2 separate regions of the Sus scrofa genome follow, and region 1 is linked to region 2. Evidence: chromatin contacts called from public Hi-C data. All regions are on one chromosome and are shown on one strand. The core of a region is the stretch at or near the end of the contact, and the rest is flanking DNA. Distances in the headings are between cores, read along the strand shown.

The links. A called contact is a pair of places that touch in the nucleus more often than the background predicts.
Region 1: a contact with region 2 is called in a Hi-C map of liver, with 2.0 times the contacts expected there. The contact joins two enhancer-like sites. A contact is called at or near these places in 2 of 47 Hi-C or Micro-C datasets (both in liver) and 2 of 2 datasets of contacts at active chromatin or transcription factors (alveolar macrophages and skeletal muscle).

What each region holds. Positions count from the first base shown.
Region 1 is chr17:49,586,780-49,592,212 of Sscrofa11.1, reverse strand. All of the region lies in intron 1 of NCOA3 (nuclear receptor coactivator 3), which reads right to left. Among named protein-coding and RNA genes, the nearest start is that of NCOA3, 61 kb to the right of the region's middle. Within about 2 kb of position 2,927, at least 38 of the 83 cell types and tissues checked have an H3K27ac peak or open chromatin away from gene starts, as enhancers often do. A contact at or near this core is called in liver and skeletal muscle, where this site is marked.
Region 2 is chr17:49,291,019-49,296,175 of Sscrofa11.1, reverse strand. The region is part of intron 14 of ZMYND8 (protein kinase C-binding protein 1); the gene reads left to right. Among named protein-coding and RNA genes, the nearest start is that of ZMYND8, 97 kb to the left of the region's middle. Within about 2 kb of position 3,370, at least 13 of the 83 cell types and tissues checked have an H3K27ac peak or open chromatin away from gene starts, as enhancers often do. A contact at or near this core is called in liver and skeletal muscle, where this site is marked.

The sequences.
Region 1 (5,433 bases), core at 1,678-4,177, 300 kb before region 2:
CCAAGCTGCAGCTACAACCTAAGCCACAACTGTGGCAACAACAGAACCTTAACTCAATGCACCGGTGAGGGATCAAACCTGTACCACCAAAGACAACATCGGATCCTTAACCCACTGTGCTACAATGGGAACTCCTATTTTTTGGCTTTCTTTCTTTTTCTTCTTGGCTGCCCCATGGCATATGGAGTTCCCAGGCCAGAGATCAGACCTACACTGCAGCTGTGGCAACTCCAGGTCTAGAGGCCGTGGATCAGGGATCAAACCTGCATCCTAGTGCTGCAGAGACACCACCGCTCCTGTTGTACCACAGCAGGAACTTGAGGTTTGTTAATAGCTAATCTGAGATGTGCCTAGAGGCCAGAACAAAGAATCAAACTGGGGGAAGAGAGTTGTTGACAGCAAGAAGAAAATCCAAATTATATAATGCTGATGCTTAGAAACACCAAATAGACAAAAAGAGGCCACTGAATACTATAAACATGTTTTTCTTTTGCTACAGAGCATAGACGAGGGCAAGGGACCCTACTATTAGCCATATTAAGCTCATAGTTTTTCCCATGCTACTGAGGGCAATGCTCCCAGGAACTCCCTCTTCGGTTCCCTAAAATCGTACATGGAGATAGAGAATCACGTTCTTTGGGGAAAGCCAGCTGCTGCCCTTCACAGCACTACAAAAATAAGTTTGTGCACCTATAACTTCATGTTACTTAAAGTTTACATGATATTGGCATAAATTTAACATTTTTTTGCAGTTGAGATTATTTATCAAGCAATAAATATATCCTTCCTCAAAACTGTAACAATAGGTTTTACTTGCGGCAGTCAACTGCAACCAATTTGCAGCTAAAATGAAAAGGAGAAAAAAAGATGAAAGTTTAATATCATACAAAAATTCAAAATTATATAGAAAGGTGCCACTGCTTTTGAAGCTGTATAAACTTAACTCAGTAAAAAGAATTTTTTTTACAATTTATTATTTAGTCCATGAATACATGTTCAAGTAAATAAGTAAAAATGCATTTGGTACCCAAAGAAGACACAGATCACATATCCATGACAAACTTTTTAAAATACCATAATACTTTTGACAAATGGGGGTAAAGAATTAATTCAAATTACAGCATATGCAGGTCTAGTAAAGACAGGGTTAAAAAAAAATTGTCATAAAAAAAAAAGGAGTTCCCGTCGTGGCTCAGTCGTTAACAAATCTGACTAGGAACCATAAGGTTGCAGGTTCAATCCCTGGCCTCGCTCTGTGGGTTAAGGATCCGGCATTGCCATGAGCTGTGGTGTAGGTGGCAGATGCAGCTCTGGCGTTGCTGTGGCTGTGGTGTAGGTCAGCAGCTACAACTCCGATTAGAACCCTAGCCTGGGAACCTCCATGTGCCACAGGTGCAGCCCTAAAAAGACAAAAGAAAAAAAAATTGTCATATGTTACCACCTGTTCTATGATGTATACTAGAAAGGACCAAGCTGATTTATAATAATTTATTCTTCATAGTCATTTAATAAGTTATAATAAATGTTTAGTTCTATGTGGAGTCAACCTGAAAATCTAAATGATGAAGTTAAAACAGAAACCTTGGTTTCAGAAAACCTAGGTTTTGGAAGTTCAGATTCTATTTTTTTTTTTTTTTTTTTTTTTCTTTTTAGGGCCGAACTGAGGCATATGGAAGTTCCCAGGCTAAGGGTTGAATCAAAACTACAGCTGTCGGACTATACCACAGCCACAGCAATGTGGGGTCCAAGCCACATCTGCAACCTATACCACAGCTCACAGCAACACCGGATCCTTATCCCACTGAGCAAAGCCAGGGATCAAACCTGCATCCTCATGGATCCTAGTAGGGTTCATTAACCACTAAGCCACAAAGGGAACTCGGGGAAGTTCAGATTCTTAAAGTGACCTGTGGGAGGCATTTAATTCACTTCAATGTTTCCTGTGCACCCATTAGATGCCAGGCACTGCAATGACACTCAGAAGGATAAGCATAAAATGATTCCTGCATTAATTAGGAGAAGCAGGTTCAAATAGCCACTATAGTTTCTGAAATGAAAACTATGTTCATTCAGGAAGCACATGCTGAGCATCAACCTGCTATGCTGCACTAATGCCAGGGATACAAGGAAGAACCAGAAGTTGACCAAGAGTCTGATAATACTACTAAAGGAGAGAAGTGAGAAAGCTGGCTCTGCCTTTTTCATAGGCTTGCTGTGGTAACTGTAAAGCTCTATTTAAATGTGAATGCAAAACAAATCCAAAATCATTCACATCTGCCAAGAAAAAGAGAGAGATTAATGAAATTTGAATATATAATTAATTTCTACAATCATTTTCCATAGTTAGAACCAAAATGCCATTTGATTTTCTTCATAACAAAAGGCAAAGGCAAAGAAGAAAACTTTTATAAAATGTTAGCCATTTGCGTAAAAATTACAAGAGACATAGGAAACATTAAAAGGGTGCATAAAGGTTGCTGAATATGAAAGCCATTTTTAATGTAACACATTCAGGAAATTATGCCATACATTTTGCTTACACAATGATATTATCCACTGATGAACAATGGCAGTAAATTTAACCATTCTGCCTTTTTTAAATTACCTTGAGAATAAGCAGAAAACTAAAAAAGCAGGTTAGCAGGCCAGTTTATAAACAGGCCCCATATCTCTGGCTGCACTGCAGTTGGTAATGACATGGTTGCTAAAACAGGCATGAAGCCAGCCGCTTGCTGGTGCCTGTGCTACCTCCCTTTCCCCCCCTTTCTTGGAAAAACTACACGCAGAGCTGCACGATCACACAAAATAAATACAGGAAAGGGGGTGGGAGGGGTTGGGTGGAGAGGTGAGCTGCAGCTCTGGGCTCCACCAGTGGAAGGGGCTCCACCAGTGGAAGGCGTTCCACAAGAATTGCTACAGGGTCAAAAGTTTACAGTGGTTTCAATTTCACCTTTTAGCAGCCAATCAGGAAACAGAGGCTGCACGCTGACCCCTCGGGCTGCAAATGAACATTAACTCATTGGCTACCAGAACTGCATATATTCCTTTTTTTGTAAGACTTTCCTTTTTTTTCCCTTCTTTCTTTCTTTCCTTTTTTTTTTTTTTTTTTTCTTCCTGGAGGGGAGGGGGGAGAGTGGTAGAAAAGGAGGCAAAGAACATTTTGAAGTCCAAGGTGACAATTTTATTTAAGACCATGTGTTTTAAACAGGTATTTGAGGGAAGAAATGATCAAGTAATTCTCCTTGAAACTGTCCTGTAGTATCTAACAAACCAATCATTAGTGCTAGTCTCAAGACAAAGAATGAACTTAGGTTAAAGAGACAGATTTATCTCCTTGAGGCTGCAATTCTAAGAACAATGTACGATATGATGAAAGACAATGCTGGCTGTGTTTCCAGTAAATGCTTTAAAAATAACTCAGATATCGAAGACGTTTAATTACAGTATTTAACCCAAATTTTATTTGCATAGATTTCCCACCTCCTCTCCTAATCATTAATATAAACGGGCAACACACCCGTACTTTTCATACTGTACATCTACCAAAATACAGACAGGTATAGCTTCTAAGATTTAACCTTTCTTTTCTCGTATTTCTCCTCTAAAACACTTCAGTACCTAGAAGCGATTCCTATATACATAAACTCAAGAGTGAACCCCTTGGCAATAGACACAACTGCTCTCTAATTCATTTTTTAATGTAAATTTCTCCCAAATGCAGAAAACATCAATAAACTAATCCATTAAATACTCTTTCCAATATCCTATATTTACCATTGAGCAAGGTTAGAATGAAGATCTGTACTATACACACCCTAACTGACCCATATTTAAAAACTAGATTTGACACATTACATAATAAAAGTGAAACAGCTCTATTAACTGCTCTACCAAAATGATCAGTTAAATACTAAATAAGCAGATGTGTAAACTTGTAGTTAGATCATTTCTCATTAATACAATAGGTGTTTAAACTTTAGCAGTCTTACTGACTTAACTTTAAGTTGTATTTGGAAGCCGCCATAGGTACTATCATTACCTAAGAAAATGATTCCATGTAAGATACTAGTTTTCTTACTCAAACCAGCAAAAATAACCAATATACAAACGTACCTTACTTCATATACAACTACTAAAGGACTAAAGGGTCCCAAAGTAAATTCAGAGTTTATAAATTTTCCACAGCTATTTAATGTAGCTGTTAAGATAGTAAATAAACTTGATGTTAACATACAGGATTTTTTTTTTAATTCAGCATTAAAACAAGTAATTTTCCAGTAATAACTCGTAAGCCTTCATGATTTAAATTTATATATATCTGTCTATAAAAAGTCTGTACTTTTAAAACCTAGGGTTTTTAAAAAAACATGTTTGCAGAAGCTTTTTTAAAGTATTAAGTTAGAAGAGTCTTCTGTATATCTTCTTTTTACAAGATGGCCTCATTTTGAAAGAAAATGGATGCGATAAAATTTTACATCAAGTCAGCATGTTAGCAAGAAGCTTTTTGTGTGTTCTGAATTTGATTAATACAAGCCAAGGTCACTTCCTGAAAGATGCCTACCATTGCAGCTGCAGGCAAACTAGGCTCCAGTGTACGGCTGGGGGAAGGGAATGGGTGATGGCATTTATTAACCCTGAGATAGGCTACCATCTCCACCAGCAGCTATAAAAGGAGGGGGAAACAGGAAGATCCCAGAATTCCTGGCATACAAAGATTAAAATATTTCCACTCCTTAATGTTTAAAAACAAAAATTTATTCAGTATGTATAATACTCATGTCAAAATTACATCAAAGATATTCTCAGTACCCAATACATTAAAACATTTCACTTAACACAAGTCATCTAATACCAGACACTGAAGGAAACTTAGCATTCAGCACAATACAACCTGTACTTGCTATGCAAAACGTCTACAAAGGCAGATACAAGCCCTTGAAGAAAACAGAATCAGAGATTCAAATTTCTCTTATCTAAAACTAAGCATAGCCTAAAAGTCATGAAAGCAAAAACCCAAAACATAAAAGCCTACATTGCAAAATATTTGCAAGTTTTGTACTGAAATTCAATTTATTTTTCCTCTTGCCCACAATACAAATATGTCTCTGTTAAAAAAAAAAAATCAAGATATACATTATCAGCAACCAGAACAAACTTTCTCCCTGAATAATTTAATAATGGCAAGATTTAACTGAGCAGTTACTACGTACAGCTAGGAAACATACTAAGTACTTCATATGCCCTCTTTGAGGTTTAATACACATTTCAACTAATTGGATAAAATATTAGGTAGAGTCAAGAAATCTGTATGTATGTTCCTTACCATTTTCTTTTTTTTTTTTTTTTTTTTTTTTTTTTTTTGTCTTTTTGTCTTTTTGCTATTTCTTTGGGCCGCTCCCATGGCATATGGAGATTCCCAGGCTAGGGGTTGAA
Region 2 (5,157 bases), core at 2,121-4,620:
TAGGGAGGTTGGGGAGGCCGCCTGTGTGGAGTGATGCTCTGCCTAAGTGCAGCCTCTGGTGGTCAGTGCCTGTTTATCGGTGCTGTTTTCAGATGGAGAAACTGAGGACTGGAGAGGAGGCTCGGAGGCCCCAGATTGCAGAGCCCGAGGTGGTTGAGCTGGAGCGAGCCTGTGTCTCCATGGAGACCAGTGCCTCTTTCACCCTGGCCACCTGGTGGTGCAGCCGGGGAGGGATGGGACGGTGACTTGAGGGGCCTTAGGCTGGCTGGTGGGAATTCCTCTCTTGAACACTCAGGGACCCGTCTGCTCCCCAGGGAAACACCTGTTGTTCTCTGCAGTGTGGTTTGCTTTCTCACGCCCTCCTCACACCTCCGCGCCCCAAAAAAGCAAGCTGTCAAGAGGGGTTCTCATGGCCACGCTTCCCCTCTGCCAGTCCTGTGTGGCAGGCATCGCTCCTTCCCGCAGCCGGGCTGGCTTTGGGCTTTCCCTTTGGGCTGACCCACCCTCTGGCCTTGAAAGGTTTTCTCCCTGGCGTGTGTTTCTGGGGTCCGAGGCTTCCTGCGCAGAAACTCCCCACCACCTCTTTCCATTCCTGGGACACACGCCTCGTTTTGTCAGTGGAAACAAAGGCCTTGGGAATGGGGGTGTTGGAATCGCAGTGACCCAGTGGGAAGAGGAGCAGATAGGCACTGGTCGTAGGTGCCATGGCTGGGAGAAGACCCCAGAAGATGGAGGGAAAGGCTGGATAATTCTCATGGGATATGATGTCTAGCATCTGTGTCACTCGTTTGAACAGGTAGAATGAGACAGAGTGCCAGGGATAATAACGGCTTTTTTTCTTTCTTTTTCTTTTTTTTTTGGTCTTTTTGTCTTTTTAGGGCCGCACTTGAGGCACATGGAAGTTCCCAGGCTAGGGGTCGAATCGGAGATGTAGCTGCCACAGCAACCCAGATCCAGCCTACACCAGAGCTCATGGCAACACCGGATCCTTAACCCACTGAGCGAGGCCAGGGATCGAACCCACAACCTCATGGTTCCTAGTTGGATTGTTTCCCCTGCACCACGACGGGAACTCCAGTATGGCATGATTATATCTAACTAACCAGTGTTTCATTTCGAAGAAAAAAAAGACTGGAAAAGTTAAAATTACAAGAAATTGAAAAAAGATCAGTGACAGCTGGGGGTTTGGGAGGAACTGACTCCGCATCCCAAAGGGATTTTTGGGGAGATGCACTTGTTCTACATTCTGTTTCTGCTGCTTACAAGCATCTCTGCAGGTATGAAGACCCGGAGAACTGTATTCTCTGAAAAGAGAATTTTTGCTTTCTGTAAATTAAAACTATCGAAAAAACAAACCACAGCCACCGTCAGGGTAAGGTGATAGCCCCGTTGGAAGGAAGTGGAAACTGAAGTAAAGCGAAGCAGTTGCTTCCCCAGGATCGTACGTGGCTTGTGGTCAAGTTTGACCTTTAGACTCTGGCCTTTCTGCTGTGTGGCTCAGGCTTTCAACCGAGATACACGAACTGAAAAGCTGCCGGACAGGGTGTGTTTTGATTTCATGGGTCCTGGCCACTGTGCCTCTGTGCAGTTGGGGCAGTTGGCCCAGCTCTAGGGGTTGGGGTTAACTGGAGGATTTGGATGGTTGCCTGAAGGACAACGTGGTTTTCTAAAGGAAGCAGCTCCTGCCTGTTGAACCTGTGTTGTCAGACTGTTTTCAAGACAAACAGAAATCTAGATTTTTTTTTTTTTGTCTTTTTGCTATTTCTTTGGGCCGCTCCCGCGGCATATGGAGGTTCCCAGGCTAGGGGTCGAATCGGAGCTGTAGCCACCGGCCTACGCCAGAGCCACAGCAACGTGGGATCCAAGCCGCGTCTGCAACCTACACCACAGCTCCCGGCAACGCCGGATCGTTAACCCACTGAGCAAGGGCAGGGACCGAACCCGCAACCTCATGGTTCCTAGTCGGATTCGTTAACCATTGCGCCACGTCGGGAACTCCCAGAAATCTAGATTTTTATGTGAATTTTTTTTAGTTTCTAAGAATTGACTATCAATTTCATTAAATAGAAAAGGTCTCTTTGTGTCAAACAAATACAACCCATGATATAAAACTCAGTCCATGGGTTACCCGTTGGATACTTCACTACTCTTCGGATACGTTTTGTTTCAAAAAGGAGCGAAGAAGGTCTGGCTTGCTAACTCATCAGGCCCTCATTTGCTGTCTTGGGCCTCTTGTCTCTGCTCTAAAATAGGAGCTGAGCCCCGTGGATGGTTCCAGCCCCCTTCTGTGCCTCTGCTTATTTTAAGTCCTAAATAAGGATGAGTTTGTGGCGAGAGTGGAAGGCCTGATTCTTTCCTCTTTTCCTAATTCCCCCAGACTCCTGTTTCTCTCTCCGGGAATCCTGTCTCCTCTTCTCTCACACACACTATTTGCTGTGGGCTCAGCAGACACAGATGTTCAGTCATCCAGCTAGTGACCAAGATGTGCATTGAGGCTTGTCAGAGATGCCCGCAGTGGAGAAAGTCTTTCTGCCTTTTTTTTGTCCTGCTGTCACCCCTACAGCATATGAAAGTTTCCAGGCTAGGGGTCGAATCAGAGCTATAGCTGCCAGCCTACACCACAGCCAGAGCAATGTGGGATCTAAGCTGCATCTTCGACCCACACCGCAGCTCATGGCATCACCAGATCCTGAACCCACTGAGCAAGGCCAGGGATCGAACCGCATCCTCATGGATACTAGTTGGGTTTGTTACTGCCAAGCCGTAAGGGAAACTCCCTGGACACTTTTTATTATCCCCACTGGGACGTGGTGTCACTGGCATCTAGTGGGTGGGGCCAGGGTCGATGGCTCCTGGCCCCCCACCTCCTACTCCACACAACAGAGCTTACCCAGCTCTCAATGTCAACGCTGAGAAAAAACCCCAAGAACATAGGGATTTGTATCTCTATTCCCTTTCCTTCTTTTCTCCGCCACCCCGAGGCTAATGTCCTTTACTGGATCTTTTCTTTTCAGTAAGAGGATGGGCTTTCCACATCACCGCATAGGGAGCCCTGCCGCCGTGTTATTTTAGCAGCTGTATTTTATGCCCTTTAAAGGTGGGGTGTAACTTACTTATCCAGGCGCCTTATTTATGGAGCCTCAGTGGTTTTCCATTTTCTGCTGTTGGAAACAGCTGCCGTGAAGACCCTTCTGCCCACGTCAGGGGGAATCCACAGGATACATTCCTGGAAGTGGAGCGAGGGGTCAGAGGCCACGAGCTGTTGACATTTCGAGAGATGGGCCAAGTGGCTCTCTAAAGGGTGGTTCTGATTTATGCTCCCTCCAGCAATGTGAGATCGTGCCTCTAGCGTGGGTTATTTTATTTTTTTTTAATCCCTGGTTTCCATTTATAGCCTAAGCTGTCTTCATATCAGCTGAAAAGTTCACAGTGTTGGCAGCCTGGGTGGATTCTGCAGATATTCCCGATATAGAAGGGCAGGGCTGGGAGGAGTCCTGATAAGCTAGCAGGCGCTGAAGGAGACTGCGGAGCAGAGCTAAAACTTGGAGAAAGATAATTACCTTTGGCTAAAGTCCTGAGGGTCCGCTTCTTGGGACCTGATCACAGCCCCCTCCCTGGCGTTTGGTGCTTTCTTGTTAGAATAAACATTACCTTAAGTAGCTCATTGATCTGAGAACCTCATTGATCTGAGAACCGTTACGCAATTATTCTAGGAGCGTAGATTTGTTTTTGTGAACCCCCGGTTTAGATACACAAGGGTTAAGGCAAATCGTAGAGTTTTCTTTACCCACAGACAAGATTGGTCCAGTGCAGGGGGGCTCTCCACTCTACCTGCCAGTTAGAATCACCCGGGAAACTTTTATTTATTTATTTATTTTTTGCCGTTTCTACATTTTCTTTTTTTCTTTTCTTCTTCTTCTTCTTTTTTTTTTTTTTTTTTTTAGGGCCGCTCCTGAGGCATATGGAGATTCCCAGGCTAGGGGTCTAATCGGAGCTGTAGCTGCCAGCCTACGCCAGAGCCACAGCAATGCGGGATCCGAGCGGCATCTGCGACCTATACCGCAGCTCACGGCAACGCCGGATCGTTAACCCACTGAGCAAGGGCAGGGATCGAACCCGCAACCTCATGGTTCCTAGTCGGATTCGTTAACCACTGCGCCCCCATCTGGGAAACTTTTAAGTGGCCAACGCCTAGGCCTTCCCCCAGGCCACCGAATTCAGTTACTAGGGGTGGGGCTGAGGCATCAGGATTTTTTAAAGCTCTCATCTCAGTCTGCAGCCAAGGTTAGCAGTCCCTGGACTAGTACAGGAGCTGGGGACGTTTACCACCTGTGGACCAAGGCTGGCCCCCTCACTTGTGTTTGGAAATAAAGTTTTATTGGAACACAGCCACATCCATTTATTTAACACATCCTCTTTTGGCTGTTTTTGCAGCAGAGCCTTTGTACCTGCAGAGCCTGATTTACTCTCTGGCCCTTTATGGAAAGAGGTTGCTGACCCCTGGTATGGTTGGTGACGTTTTCACTGTGAAATCTGCTAACTGCGTAAAAATGTTAGGAGGACCCAGCGTCTTCCGGTCACTCGGGCAGCGCCCTCCCTCCTGCTTAACCCCCTTCATGGAAAGTATTTTTGCGAGAGACTTCTTTTCCAACTTTATGCTTTTTCCTTCGGGAATGCAGTGTGTCTCTTCATTCCTGAGAGCAGAAATGACAAGCCGGGCCTCCTGTCTTTCCCTTTGCTGTCACATTCACAGCTCAGCTGTTGAAGCCCCACATCCTGCTCATCTTGCTGTTTAATAAATCATCCTTTTTTTCTTTCTCTGTTTCCTAGTCCTCCTTCTCCCTTTTCTGCTGTTTTATCCCCGTTTTCTCTCTTGTCTTTGTAAGATGCTTCTCCAGGAAAACGGAATCAATGTGCTTCCCTCTCCAAAGAAGTGCCTGCAGCCGTCCTCCATGCTGGCCTCAGAGGTTCTCTGGAGCCCCTCCTCAGTCAGCACAGCGCACACCCCCTGCAAACACGCATTCCCATGTACATGTGTATGTTTTTTTAGAGCCATTTCTTTAATGACAAGGTTGCTGTCCCTCTTTGCTTTGAAACTCACTTTTGGCATCTCCCTGGGGCCAACCCCATGTGTGTTTTGGGGGGGCAAAGCCCCTC